Regions from separate parts of the Bicyclus anynana genome. Here region 1 is linked to region 2. A link is a contact called in public Hi-C data. All regions are on one chromosome and are shown on one strand. The core of a region is the stretch at or near the end of the contact, and the rest is flanking DNA. Distances in the headings are between cores, read along the strand shown.

The links. Hi-C and Micro-C count contacts between places; a contact is called where the count stands out from the background.
Region 1: a Hi-C map of whole body shows a contact between it and region 2, with 2.5 times the contacts expected there. The contact joins the enhancer-like site here to the promoter of LOC112051193 in region 2. A contact is called at or near these places in 2 of 2 Hi-C or Micro-C datasets (whole body and whole larva).

What each region holds. Positions count from the first base shown.
Region 1 is chr5:16,987,296-16,993,997 of ilBicAnyn1.1, forward strand. The region is part of intron 1 of LOC112051193 (protein outspread); the gene reads left to right. Among protein-coding and RNA genes, the nearest start is that of LOC112051193, 69 kb to the left of the region's middle. Within about 2 kb of position 1,761, at least 7 of the 8 cell types and tissues checked have open chromatin away from gene starts, as enhancers often do.
Region 2 is chr5:16,918,514-16,925,146 of ilBicAnyn1.1, forward strand. It overlaps LOC112051193 (protein outspread), which reads left to right and starts at 3,393. Exons shown (of 16, transcript XM_052881731.1): 1 at 3,393-3,893. The coding sequence starts at 3,777. It overlaps LOC112044046 (peroxisomal acyl-coenzyme A oxidase 3), which reads right to left and starts at 1,973. Exons shown (of 13, transcript XM_024079787.2): 1 at 1,756-1,973; 2 at 1,410-1,542. The coding sequence starts at 1,538.

The DNA of each region.
Region 1 (6,702 bases), core at 511-3,010, 67 kb after region 2:
CGCCGAAACCGTTAAGGAATTCGCGATGGTATTTTGGGTTTAATCAAAGCTTTTTTTATAAGAATACGCATTTAAAAATTTCAAACGGAATGGATTAAATGGTAAAACAGTTTGTGTTGTAAAAAGAAAAAGGTGGTTCTACCGCAGGCATGTGACTTAGAACTAAGTATATTGTCGTTACACTTGAATGACCTTCGCGTTATTTGGTATGTTTTAAACCTTAGGTTCGATTTACAACAGGGGTCGGTCAGTTTGTGATTTTATTTTTGGGTTGGGTCAATTTTTCGTTTTGGATTTGTTAGGCAAGAACATGCCGCTACTTATTTAGCATTTCGATACGATGCCTTGTCTGTTCCACTTCAATTTTGACTATGTTTTTTACACAATGAACTCACAACAAGCTGATTTTAAGTGTAAAATTGTATATACCAGACGAACATATCGCATAGCCACTCGGTAAAAAAGAGCCGTGATAGCCTAGTGGATATGACCTCTGCCTCCGAATTCGGAGAGTGTAGGTTCCAAATCCGGTGCGGGGCATGCCTCCTATTTTCGGTTGTGTGGATTTTAAGAAATTAAATATCACGTGTCTCAAACGGTGAAGGAAAAACATCGTGAGGAAACCTGCATACCAGAGAATTTTCTTAATTCTCTGCGTGTGTGAAATCTGCTAATCCGCATTGGGCCAGCGTGGTGGACTATTGGCCTTAACCCTCTCATTCTGAGAGGAGACTCGAGCTAATCAGTGAGCCGAATGTGAATTGATAACGAACTCGGTAAATACATGCATCGTATTTACCTCAGGAACACGAGGCTTTACACCTTTAAGTCTTATGTGCCTGCAATATCACAATCATTCAAACGGTACTACTTGGTAGACACAAATATTGTGCAAGCTTTGCAAAGTGTGTTACGTCATACCAGACACTAGACTCTCAGTTGCTGTTCCAATCCTGGTTCATGGGTTTCAAAAGTCGAGAATATTTCTATTTTCTTTTTAATCTTTGGAAATTGAACCATACAGTTCCGATTAACTAGTTTGGCTTTCCTTCTCCATCGGTGTACGGTTAAGCACTAGTTAGTAACCTCGTCCATCATTCCGACCCAAACACATACAAACGGTTTTTTTAATTATTAGGATATAATATATTATCATATATCACCAAACCGGTATTCCGATTGGCTTCTTTTTGTTGTTTACTGGCCGATGCCATTCGTCTTCAATAAATCAGGTTGTAACCTCATTAATTGAAGACTTACAAAAAACCGACTATATTTAGTAGCATTTGCGCTCGGCTTTGCTTGAATTTATTTCAGATTGTGCTGTAATTTTTATTTATCTTAGAGTGATTTATTATCCAAATACGAGTATGGCACTTGTTAAGTATAATTAGCCAATGTGTGATCAATATTCTCCTTTCTCCTCCAAAGATTAAAGGACTGATCTTACTTAGCCTACGAATCCAAACGACCCTTAAGGGGTGTGATTCCGCTATTTTATGCTCGTCGATGTTTCGCCTATAGCAAGTTTTGTTTTTATTTCTATAGAATGCCAAAAATAAAATAAAATTGCCATGGAAACGAGCGATGTCGCTGTAACTTTACAGAATGCAGGGGCTGAGTCTCACTTATGACGCGTTTAGAGACGTTCATCCTCACCGCTCTAGCCCTAGAACTTGTCTCTGACATTCCGCGGTCTCTCAAATCCCCGGTAGAGTGCGCGCAAGATAAGCCTGCGCGCGACCGGCGCGGCAATGATGTTGCCAGCTTTAGTGATCTCTTTTACCCGCCAAGAGATAGACAGGGATACATGACCAGATGGCGGCACTATTTATTAGTTTTGGGCAAACTTATTTTTCGCACACTATAAAAAGCTCTCTGTCAACATATTCGCATAATTCCATTTGCACGGTACATCAAACTTTTCAACACGTATTCTCGTAATAGGTCGCTAAAGTTCAATGTCATCAAGAAATTAATGCTCGCAGAGGTAATTAATCATGAAAATGATAATAAGAACTGACAGCAACCGTACGCCGAAAAGGTTAAAAGCATTCACAACCGGAAAACATTGTAGACGTGTTTTCAACATCACAAAGTCCCGCTTGCTTTGTTAAGGGCCATTTACACGTACAATTTTAACACTTATAAAGGTTAACCGTTGTAGAATCTCATTGTGAATGGTAGATGTCCAGGAAACTGTCTCTATGCTTAGGAACTTAGTATGCATTACATAGGTATAGGAGGTTTTTAATACTACGTGTACGTAAGAAAAAACGTAGTCGACGTCGAGGTCGAGGCTAATAAGTTCCAGGACATGAGTGTGTTGTATAATAATAATCTAGCTGGTTCCGGACAACTTGCAGTTATGTTTCTGCCATTTTCCTAAATTCGTGTAATGTACAAAGTAATGTGTAAAACTGTGAGATGCGTTGCGGATGAGTTCCAACCAAATTGACATCAAATAAACATTGATTGTGATGTGAGTAGGTGTATAAAAGTTGGCCAATCAAAAAAATCATTTCATCCACAACACTTTTTTAAAATTTACTTACAGCACAAGGAACCTATAATTCCTCACTTGTTTTTTTTAGAAAACCCTTCATTCGGTATGAAACTAGATAACATTTCATGGACCCCCGGTTACGAGTTGTGAAACCCCATTTTTTTCTCACGCCAACGTAGTCCCCTCCGTGGACACCTGGGAGTCAACCTGGACCACTTTATGAATCAATGGTCTAGAATCTAGATCGAAGTATCCATAAGCGACACTGATCTCTATATATTTTAGACATGGAACACGCCATTTCTATTACGAGTAGGTACCTTATTAATACTATAATACTTAAGTTTACCAACAAACGAATCTTAAAGATGACCATTGCAGTATGATTACGACGGCATCTCGCGATGTAAAGCGCGTAATCGATATTAATTAAAGGCTGTGAGTACGTTATGATACCTTCGACAAAAAGTCGACTTCCGCGTCACAGCGGTGTCGGGTTACCCTTGCCGAGCTCGTAGTACGGGAGGCGGCCTTATAGCGCCTTAAAATGAGCCTCTGTACACCAAAGTTTAGTTACCTCACAGTAGGGAAACATCTATACTAATATTATAAAGAGGTAAAGTTTGTAAGTTTGTAAGTTTGTCACATTTTTAAAATGGGGTAATCTTCGGAACTACTGGTCCGATTTTAAAAATTCTTTCACCAGTAGAATGCTACATTATCGGGGAGTGCTATAGGCTATATTTTATATTGATATCATATATATTAGCCGAGTTATCACAGTTTTTGTCATACAGGTCGGACTGAAAATCCTCTTAAACAGACTTATTCGCATGCGCTGCCTTAACTATTGTGTAAAATTTAAATTAATGTATGGGAGACTTTATGTATCTTTAAAAGATCTACAAAAAAATCTGCGACACCATATATCTATCTTCTATATATTAGCAGATATAGTACCTTTTGTGTTTTAAAAATTATTAATTTTATATACTTAGGTTTACGTCATTATTTATACAACTAAACTTTAATCCTTATTAAAATAAATTATTTAATAATCACAAGGATATTATGGAGATAAGATTTGCCCTTTACTTATGTTAATTACTTAAATAGTTTCGGAGATAATACAAAATTTCTAAAAGACGCAGAAATTCCGCTATATGACGCCCGGCGCTTTCATTTATGTAGTTCCCGTTCCCGTGTGAATATGGGGATCAAACATAGCCTATGAAACTCGCAAATAACGTAGCTTTCTATTGGTAAAACAATTTTCCAAATCGGTCCAGTAGATCCAGAGATTACCTCCTACAACCACACGAACTTTACCTCTTTATATTATTAGCATAGAAGTCTCTATTTCTCTTGGTCATACCACCATGACTCTCGAAGGACTGGACCGATTTTGCTAAGGGTAGGAGTAAGATAGAGAAGTTACAGGGTAGGGTAGGGTACGGGTAGGGAAGCGTAGGGGTAGTGTAGGTTTAGGGCCGGATTTAGGGTAGTGGTAGGGTACGGGTAGGATAGGGAAGTGGTAGAGTAGGGGTAGGATAGGCGTGAGATAGGGATACGGGTGGGATGGAGGTAGGAAAGGGATAGGGTACGGAGAGGGTAGGGGTAGGATGGGGGTAGGGGTAGGATGGGGGTAGGGTGTAGGTAAGGTAGCGGTAGGTTTGGGGTAGGGTAGGGCTACCCCTACCCTAACCCTACCTCCACCCTACGGTGGAGGTAGGGTTAGGGTAGGGTAGGGGTAGGGTAGATGTAGGGGTTGGGTAGGGTAGGGTTAGGGGTAGTAGTAAAGTTGACATCGAAATTTACGCGGACGAAGTCGCGGGCGTCCGCTAGTCTTTTATAATAGGAAAATTATCTTAATGCATTGGGGTCAGGGTCAGTGGGCCAATAAACTACTTGTAAAGTTTGGCGTTAAAATAGAGAGTAATAATAATTTGTAAAATTATTTCAATAAAATATTAAAAAAAAAATCTCTTCCCGAAAGGCTTGGGTGGGAATACGGGCTCTGAGACTTGGCCTCACTGTCCGGGTAAGACTAACGTGATAAGATTTAGTGAGAACGTTGATCTTTTTTTCACTAGCTGTCGCCATCGATTTAATTTGTGTTGAATTGTAAAAAGGTGTTTTGCAATTTTCTTATGGATCTTTGCATTTTTTTTTCAAATGGGCACACGTTACTTTCTGAAAATTCATTATTTTTGTAACAACAAATGTAAAAATCGGTCCATTACTTTCAAAGTCTATTAGAAACAAACAAACTAACAAAAATTCTTTCCTCTTTATAAAATTAGTATAGATTTAAATCATATATCATGTTACATATTATAGAAGTAATCATTTTTAAAAAATAATGGTGAAGGTATTTTCATGTATGATCACTATTATTTTCAGTTGATTTGCATTCATCCAGTAGCTCCATGTAAAGTGGAGGAACGACCTCTTTACCATAGGTACCTAGATTTATGTTCGCTGTGATTTAACCGTATGCCCAACTGTATATTTCATACGCTGCGGCTCTGGTATGGAAGTTGGCCTTACGTTACCTTAAATTAACTTCTGTATGCATTTCAATATAACTTACACAGTTAAGTTAACCTTTTACAGTATGTAATTATAGTTAATCGGATGTACTTTTTTCTGATTCTTTCTTGGTAAGTTTATTGGTAAATATTAACTTTTTTAAATGATTAATCCAGGGCCATGTGAAGGGTAATCACTTCTTTTATCCTACTTATATCATATTTATCATACTTCTATTTGATCCAACAACAATAATATAAGAGAACATCCTACAACCCTCTGCCTTGTGTTCCAATACGATAGTCACCACCCTACCGGCAAAGACGTACTGCCAAGCGATTAAGTATTCCGGTACGATGTCGTGTAGAAACCGAAAGGGGTGTGGATTTTCATCCTCCTCCTAACAAGTTAACCCGCTTCCATCTTTGGTTGCATCATCACTTACCATCAGGTGAGAATGTAGTCAAGGGCTAACTTGTAAAGAATAAAAAAAAAGTAGATAGATTATGTCTTTCAATAAAAATAAGTAGTGTCCAAATCGAGGCTTTCTTCTTTAATCGTTTCTAGGTGCTTTACTATATATTGTTGGTTTATTACAGTAGGTCACCATAGATATAGAAATATAATAGATGTACATTGGAATAGTGTGGGATGTAAACTCTAAATTCCGCTCTATTAGAGCAAAGATCGGACAAGCATAGTGAAATAAATCAGTCTGGTGAAGTCTTTTAAGGAATTATAATTAAAAACAATTATTTAACAAGGTGTTAATTGTCCCATTCATAAGTCGTTCGTAACGCGCCGCGGCGGCCATTTTTGCACCGGATATGGTACACGTGCGCTTACACAGGTGGGCGGCGATTTGTACCATTTAAACCTTACACAGACGCTCCAACTGGCACAGTCCCCGCCAAACAATTAGTCCGATCTAAAGTTGCAGCACGCTGAACTGCACAGATATAATAGCTCAGTGGAGATTTGTTTTGTTCACACTAAATTAATCTCTCCTATTCTATAAGGAGGGAGGACTGGCCGTTTAGTAGGTATGCCGTTATGATGGACTGTTGACTTGATTGATGCTTAATTATTATATACATAATATATAGTTTTTTTTATTTACATAATATAGGTATTATGCTTTAAAAACTGGTACGTATTTTTAATTATTAAAATTGTAAAATACCGAAATGAAAGATTGCGACTGCATTTAAGTACAAGTAAATATTTCAATTTCAAAAACATTTATAAATACTTATTTAAATACAACTTTAAATGGTTGCTTCAAAGCGTCTTTGCTTACTTTAGTTAACTATAACTGCTACTGATTGTTGCATATTTGCATTACGAGTATATTCCAATATTCCAATCTGTATAAATTCATGTCGCATGGTGTATAGGGGGCTTACAATCAAAACCATCTGAATGAATCGAGGTATGACGGCCTTGTGAGGAGGATACGTGATCTATCTACCGTTCGTACATCTGTCCGTGTGTTGTGTATAATGCGAAATATGTGCTGACTGGCCCCGGTTTGTTATCATAGATAAGTATTGACAGTAGGCATAATTAATATAAGCGTAATTCAAGACAGGAAATAAGACATGGCAGAAGTGTGAAAAAGGATGAAATTAAAAATTTATTTGTTAATACATAATTGATAGCCC
Region 2 (6,633 bases), core at 2,143-4,642:
TTTAATAATAATAAAAATAGCAGAAAGCTTCGATCAACACCTTATAAAGCTTTCGCTTAACTGTGGGATCAAAAGTGGGATACAAAAGGCAGTGATTCTTGAGATGGCGCATATAGTGAGGAGGTTCCTCACTGTGGAGTCCTGACCACCGATTGCTTGTACACTCAAATGTTCTGCAGAGGGAGGGTTGAGAGAGGTTTTTTTATAATTTTTAATAGTGTTTTGTATTTTTTTTTTGTATTATACTTTTATTCATATACTGAAACAATTATACATATACAACTAAATACAATATTTAAATTACTAGTAACTAACCTAACCTAAACATAATATAAAAATAAAATATAAAATTAAATCTACAGATGTAAGCGTCGTAGAATTCATCCGAATCGATGATCATTGGTAAAGTGCCCAGAAGGCTGGCAGTTTCGTATTTTATATTTATATTGACATTGTTAAAATTAAAAAAAAAAGAAGTAATAAATAAATAAGAGAACATAAAAATAACAATGAATAGGCATCTTCTAGGCAAGTAGGCTTCATCTTAGACCTCAACATTGCTTACCATGAGCCATGATTGTAGTCGAGTGGAAGCCTATCCATCACAAAAAAAAAATCAGACACTATGTATTTTTTACAAAGACCTGACACCTGCATTGTAAATCCATGGAATGCTAAAAATTCATCTCTCGCTACAAATTCAATATTATAATGTCAAGGGGCTAGAATCAACCAAAACCGGAAGAGGTCACAGTGAATATAGAATGGCATTTTATATGGAATTAAAAGGGATGGTCTTTGGATGACAAAATAAATAAGAAATATATGAAGAAAAAACAATTAATTGTAGATATAGATTAACTATTATCTTCAGTCTTAGACAATGGTTTAAAGAATTTTGAAATTTTTTCTTGCTTGACATTTTTTAAAAGCTTCTATTCAGAGTGATTTTAAGCAGTGGCATTCTTAAACCATCCATTCGCAATTTCGTCAATAGGTATTTGCAAGTCAAAGTTTATATTTGCAGATTTTATGTCAGTTTTGTTAGTCAGATCCACAAATAATGAAATATTTAGCCACGAATATAGGAATTGGGACAAAAAAATTTAATCTGAGAATAGTGAAAATGTGAGTAAGGAATACGGACTTTTACTGTACATACTATAATCGTGAATCATGGCAAACTTTCAAGAGGGAAATGAACTGTTACTGTTTGAAAAACATTTTAACATAGCCTTAACTTGTAATCTTAGAGCATATTATTCATATAGTATAAAAAATATGCCCAATATTATTTTTAGAAAAATATTAATTTAATTTAATAAAGTAATGAATAAATTAAATGATAGTAAATGCCTTGCAGCTTAAATAACTGAAAGCCAAAACATATATATGATAGAACAACTTACCTTAAGTTTCAGCAAATCAAAGTCTCCTTCAAGGGCCAATTTAAGACGCTTCCAGTTAAATGAAGCATTATTTCTGTACACATCTAGAGGCCCACTCGGGAGTTCTGGTACAAAACTGAGGTCTTCCATACTTCTTAAACAATAAGATATATTAAAAATAAATAATGAATACTTTAAGAATAAATAACAAAAATGTAAATAATTATGAATTAAAAAAATACTTATATATTTGAAATAAAAAGAGTATTAACAGGCAAAGGTTTTGGGTGTACAGGCTTTGGGAATCTTCGAATTATTTTATAGGTTTCTGTTTTTAAATGGGAACGATTTATGCATAGACTCTCACATTGTTACCGGATGGGAAATCCTCTACACAGCAATAACAAGGTCTCCAGAGTCCTAACCCTCACGTGTGTTTGCACTAAACTGGAAATTTGTTGCGCGCAGGAGGGCTTTAATAGTGATTTATTTTCCTGATAGTTTTAAATTACACAGCGGTAAAACTGAGACGAATTACGGGCGTGTATGAATCAAATAACCGCCTACTGACGTCTGTCACTGACCACTGTGTCAAATATACAATTGAAAATGAAAAGAAGTTGGTTAATAAGTTGACATTTGACATCTTGATTTGATACCACCGTCACGCGACACATGTCAAATTTTTAAATCACAGATAACAAATACCTTTAGTTAGTTGACTCATAGATTTAGCTTAACCTTCTTACCAGTTGACATGGAAATTGGTATTTTTTTTTTATTGAGAAAGATTATAAGGAACTTGGACCATGGAGTCGTAGTGCCAAAAAATCTTACCGTATCGTTTCACCGCGGCTAGTTGTTTCGACTGGTGATAGAAGAGCTCATTTTTTGCGCAAAGGATCAGCCTGGCTGTCCAGCGCGGAAATGCAGCCAGTATTCTTGCCACCATTCCACGTGGGCATGATTTGTATAGTTATTAGGATAAGTTAGCTTAAGTTCCTTATTGTAATCTTTCTTAAAAAATCATCTAAAAATACATGATAATTTGTGATATTATCACCATTATTTCTGGTTCTTTCCACTTTATAAAACATACTCACCCTTACATCCACATAATATATAGTTAAGGAAATTATAAGTCTGTGATATTTTATTGTGTACGTGAGAAGGTAAAACTACAAAATATTATTTAGCAATATAAGTTGGTAAATCCTTCGCGTCATTGGGATGTTTACCTGTTATAAAATTAGACTATTAGTATCTATTATGATATTCATGACAATATGAACGGTTGACTTTATCCAGCTTTTTAACGTGATCCATTATTTTTTTCTGATTATTAATGTCTAAGGCCCTACAGGGGTAGGGGTAAATTCCGGTAGGGTAAGAGAAGGATACGGATAGTGTAGGAATATGGTAGGGTCGGAGTAGGGTAGGGTAGGGGTAAGGTAGGGGTAGTGTAGGAGTAGGGTAGGAGTAGGGTAGGAGTAAGGTAGGGGTAGGGTAGGGGAAAGGAAGAAGTGCACAAAAATCAAAGCGAAGCTTGACCGGGTCCGGTAGTAATATTATAGATCCCTACCTGTACAATGTACATGTACAATGCTGTACAATATCATTTGATCTATGTACTAGCTCAATAATTTTTGGAAAGGACTGTGGATATTAACCTCCTCCAAACAAGTTAGACCGATAAAAATTGATAATTTAAAATTAATAAAGTATAGCGACATCTAGTGCAGTAACATCGAAACGCTTCAACAGTGAAGTGATAAAACCTACCGTGCCAACACTACAACCTAACCATGAGACGTTTTTACAAGAGATGGCAGCATAGTCTTCAAAATATTAATGAATTGCATGAAAGAGATGGAACGCAATACGGTCTGTATCGATAGAAAGAGAGGTAAGTTTAGACGCACACATCAAACGCACCACTACATCGACGAATTCGTTACGGACGCATAACAAGAAAAGAGAAGTTGTAAAACAACACTGTGTTGGTTGGCTGTGCTTGGTTTTCTATCAGATGTAAAATGGACGGGCGGTCGTGCCGTGCGCTCGCTTGTAACGCGTGTTCGTTATAAAATCGATGTTTATTTTGACGTGAATACGAATATTGTTTACGCGATAGTTCGACTTCTCCGGTATTCGGTTACCGGAGGAGATAGTGTTGTGTTTGTGTTTTTGATTTTGACTAGCGTTCACTTGATCGCTTCACAGTTCACTTAGTGATTTCCCTGATAGCTCACTCACCGGTGGGTGCGTGATAAACTATACGTGTATAAAAATAAGGCGAATACTCGTCTGGTGTGAGTGTTTTACTATACCACGATGCTGTTTACGGTGACATAGTGAACGTTGAATTGACCCTGACCTCTGACAACCATGTCTGGGCGATCGGATTGCAGGAAATTTGCACCAAACATCTTCAACAAGAGCAAATGCACTAATTGCTTCCGGCAGAAGGAGGAACATAGTGCTGAGGCTTTGGAATCCAATCGGGTAAGTTTATATTAGGCAAAAAACGTCCATCACTACATAACATTTGAAGTTGGAACATGGTTCGCGTGTAGGTGTACGTTGCGTATGTGTGTGTACCGTCTACTTCAGGTGTTGAATGTTGATCTAACGGACATCAGTCGTCATCAAGTTAAAAAAAAGACAATGTTGATGCTTCAAAGAAACAGCCTAGTTAATTTCATCTAGTTCAATTGTATATATATAGCGTAATTCGTAACAGTTTACCGCTTTAAAAAATGTAATGCCGTAAGAAACACTTTTTGATAAACTACCCTCGTTTTTAATGTGAGCCTTTGAAACTATTATTTTACGTCATTTGATAATGACTAAAAAAATCAATATTATTGTAATTTTTTAAGTTTGATTAAGGAAACTTAATACATCTCGATAATAAACAAAATAGTCCCAATAATTTTGCGGTGTGTGAGATTATGATTATGATAGACATGTGTGGGTAGGTCTACATACGCATTGCGCGCTATTGAATTCATTCATAGAAGAAAACAAAAAATATTAGATCCTTCTTATATCATGTATTGTAGGTGGGAAGGTTTTTTATTATTATTAATGATTCATTGTAACGATGTTACTAACGCGGAAAACATGCTCTTCGAGGCACAGGGTAGAAATCACTGCCTAAATCCGGGCTAAGAATCTGATGAATATTTCATGTAGAAAGAAAAGCTCTTGACTTTTGAAAGAACTTTTACTCGTGATCTCTCTCTCAATCTTAAAATAACGAAATTGCATACTTGACTGACCTTTGTATTGCAAACTATTTTCTAAACACCTTACCTATCTAAAGTCAAATAGTTTTAAAAGACGACAATGCTGATATACCGGCAGACAGCAAAAAGTCCATTAATTTACGAGATACCCGCATTTTATTTGTTATCCGCTCGTCTATCACAAACATCGCTTTCTTGACATTTAACTAATCGTTTGATAGGTCGGCTAGCTATCCTGTTATCGACCTGGCCTTCTGACCATCCTCCTATAGGCCGTTCGATCATAACCTAAGTCATTACTGATTTTATGACCCTTAGGTAGGCATTTTAAGCTATGAACAGACAGCTGAATGTCCCGTTTGTAGCTGGAACGTGTCTGCGAATAAGTCTAGACTTGTTATTTAAGGCCTAGGTACCTACATTATAATAAGACATTAAATTCGTTTCATAACCTCGTTTCTGAGGTTTCGTACATTTGCTGAGCAATTCGGTTAGTACAAGACTGTTGAAATAGGTCGAGTTAGTAAGGTATTTCGGAACAAAATTGTATGAATGCGGGTATCGAAATATATTTTGTATCTCTTCCTAGATATTTTCAGTAACAGCCTGGAATTGGGAAATCGGTGGTATTACACCACCGTGCCACGGTGATCTCGTTAAGCATTCTTTAACGGTCACTATTATAGTTACAGCAAAGTTACAGAGTCAATTTAATTCTATGCCCGCCAAGTCGCATTGGTGTAGCGTGGTTGCGTGGTGGAGGAGGCCTACACATAACCTGCGTGTGGGCCTCCTCTCTGACGACGTTTTTTCTTCACGATTGAAGCTATTAACTACATAAAAATCATATTACTCCGAAAATTTAAAGATGCGTTCTTAGGATCAATCACTTAAATCTGGAACTGAAGTTTTACTGTTTTACCCTTTCTGTTGGCTATCACCGCCCTTTTTTCACATGTAGTTTGAAACAATTCTGAAGTACAGAGGTAAACAAGCACCTCGGATGCGTAATTCTACAGTGGGATACAAAAATAGACGACATCGCATCCTGCCCGCGCACGCAACGGGACCGCGCGCCGGTGTGCACTGACCTTCATTCCTTCATTGACTGTCGTTTGTTTTTACCCCCGACGAAAAAAAACGAGGCGTGTGTGCTCGTCAATACGCATTAGGGCAAGGTGTATCCAAAACTTTTCTCCTATAAGAGAAGAGGCCCGTGCCATTCATCCCTATTCTGACGGCATTTACCTTCATAAATTAATTTAGGTAGTAGAATTTTGGAGAAGTAATTAGATCGTGATAGCACAGTGGATATGACCTCTTCCTCCGATTCCGGAGGGTCGAATCCTTTCCGAGGCATGCACCTCAGTTATGTGCATTTTAAGAAATTCAAAGGAAAAACATCGTGAGGAGCCTGAAAATTTTCTTAATTCTCTGCATGTGTAAAGTCTGTCAATCCGCTTCGGGCCAGCTTGGTGAACTATTTGGCCTAACTCTCATTCTGGGAGGTCAGAGTGTGATCAGCAGTGAGCCGAATATGGGTGAATGATGATGATGATGATGATGAAGTAAACCTACGTCACCTAAGCGACTAATTTTTTGCACACACGTTAATTCTATTGCTTTGTTGTTAAGATTTTTATGATAATGAATGGTGATGTTTATTGATCCAAACAGCAGAAGTAGGTACATACGTAAGCCGTTAAATAATTTCGATTACAATTTTCTGTTACTTCTCGTGTGAACATGGCGCCGAAAGACACTTGTACAAACGTATTCCGTCGGCTACTTCTTACGTTTTGGACACCTACTTATTATTGTAATTTTAGTGAAATTAGCGCAATTATCTTAGAGTAGTTAATCAGTTAATGTATGTACATACATAATATCTAAAACTGGTAACCGGTTTGGGTTTGTTAATAAAATTCTTGGATATTTACATAGTTGCGTAATTTACGATTGTGTTAGTATGTTTGTCACGATTCCGAAACTAC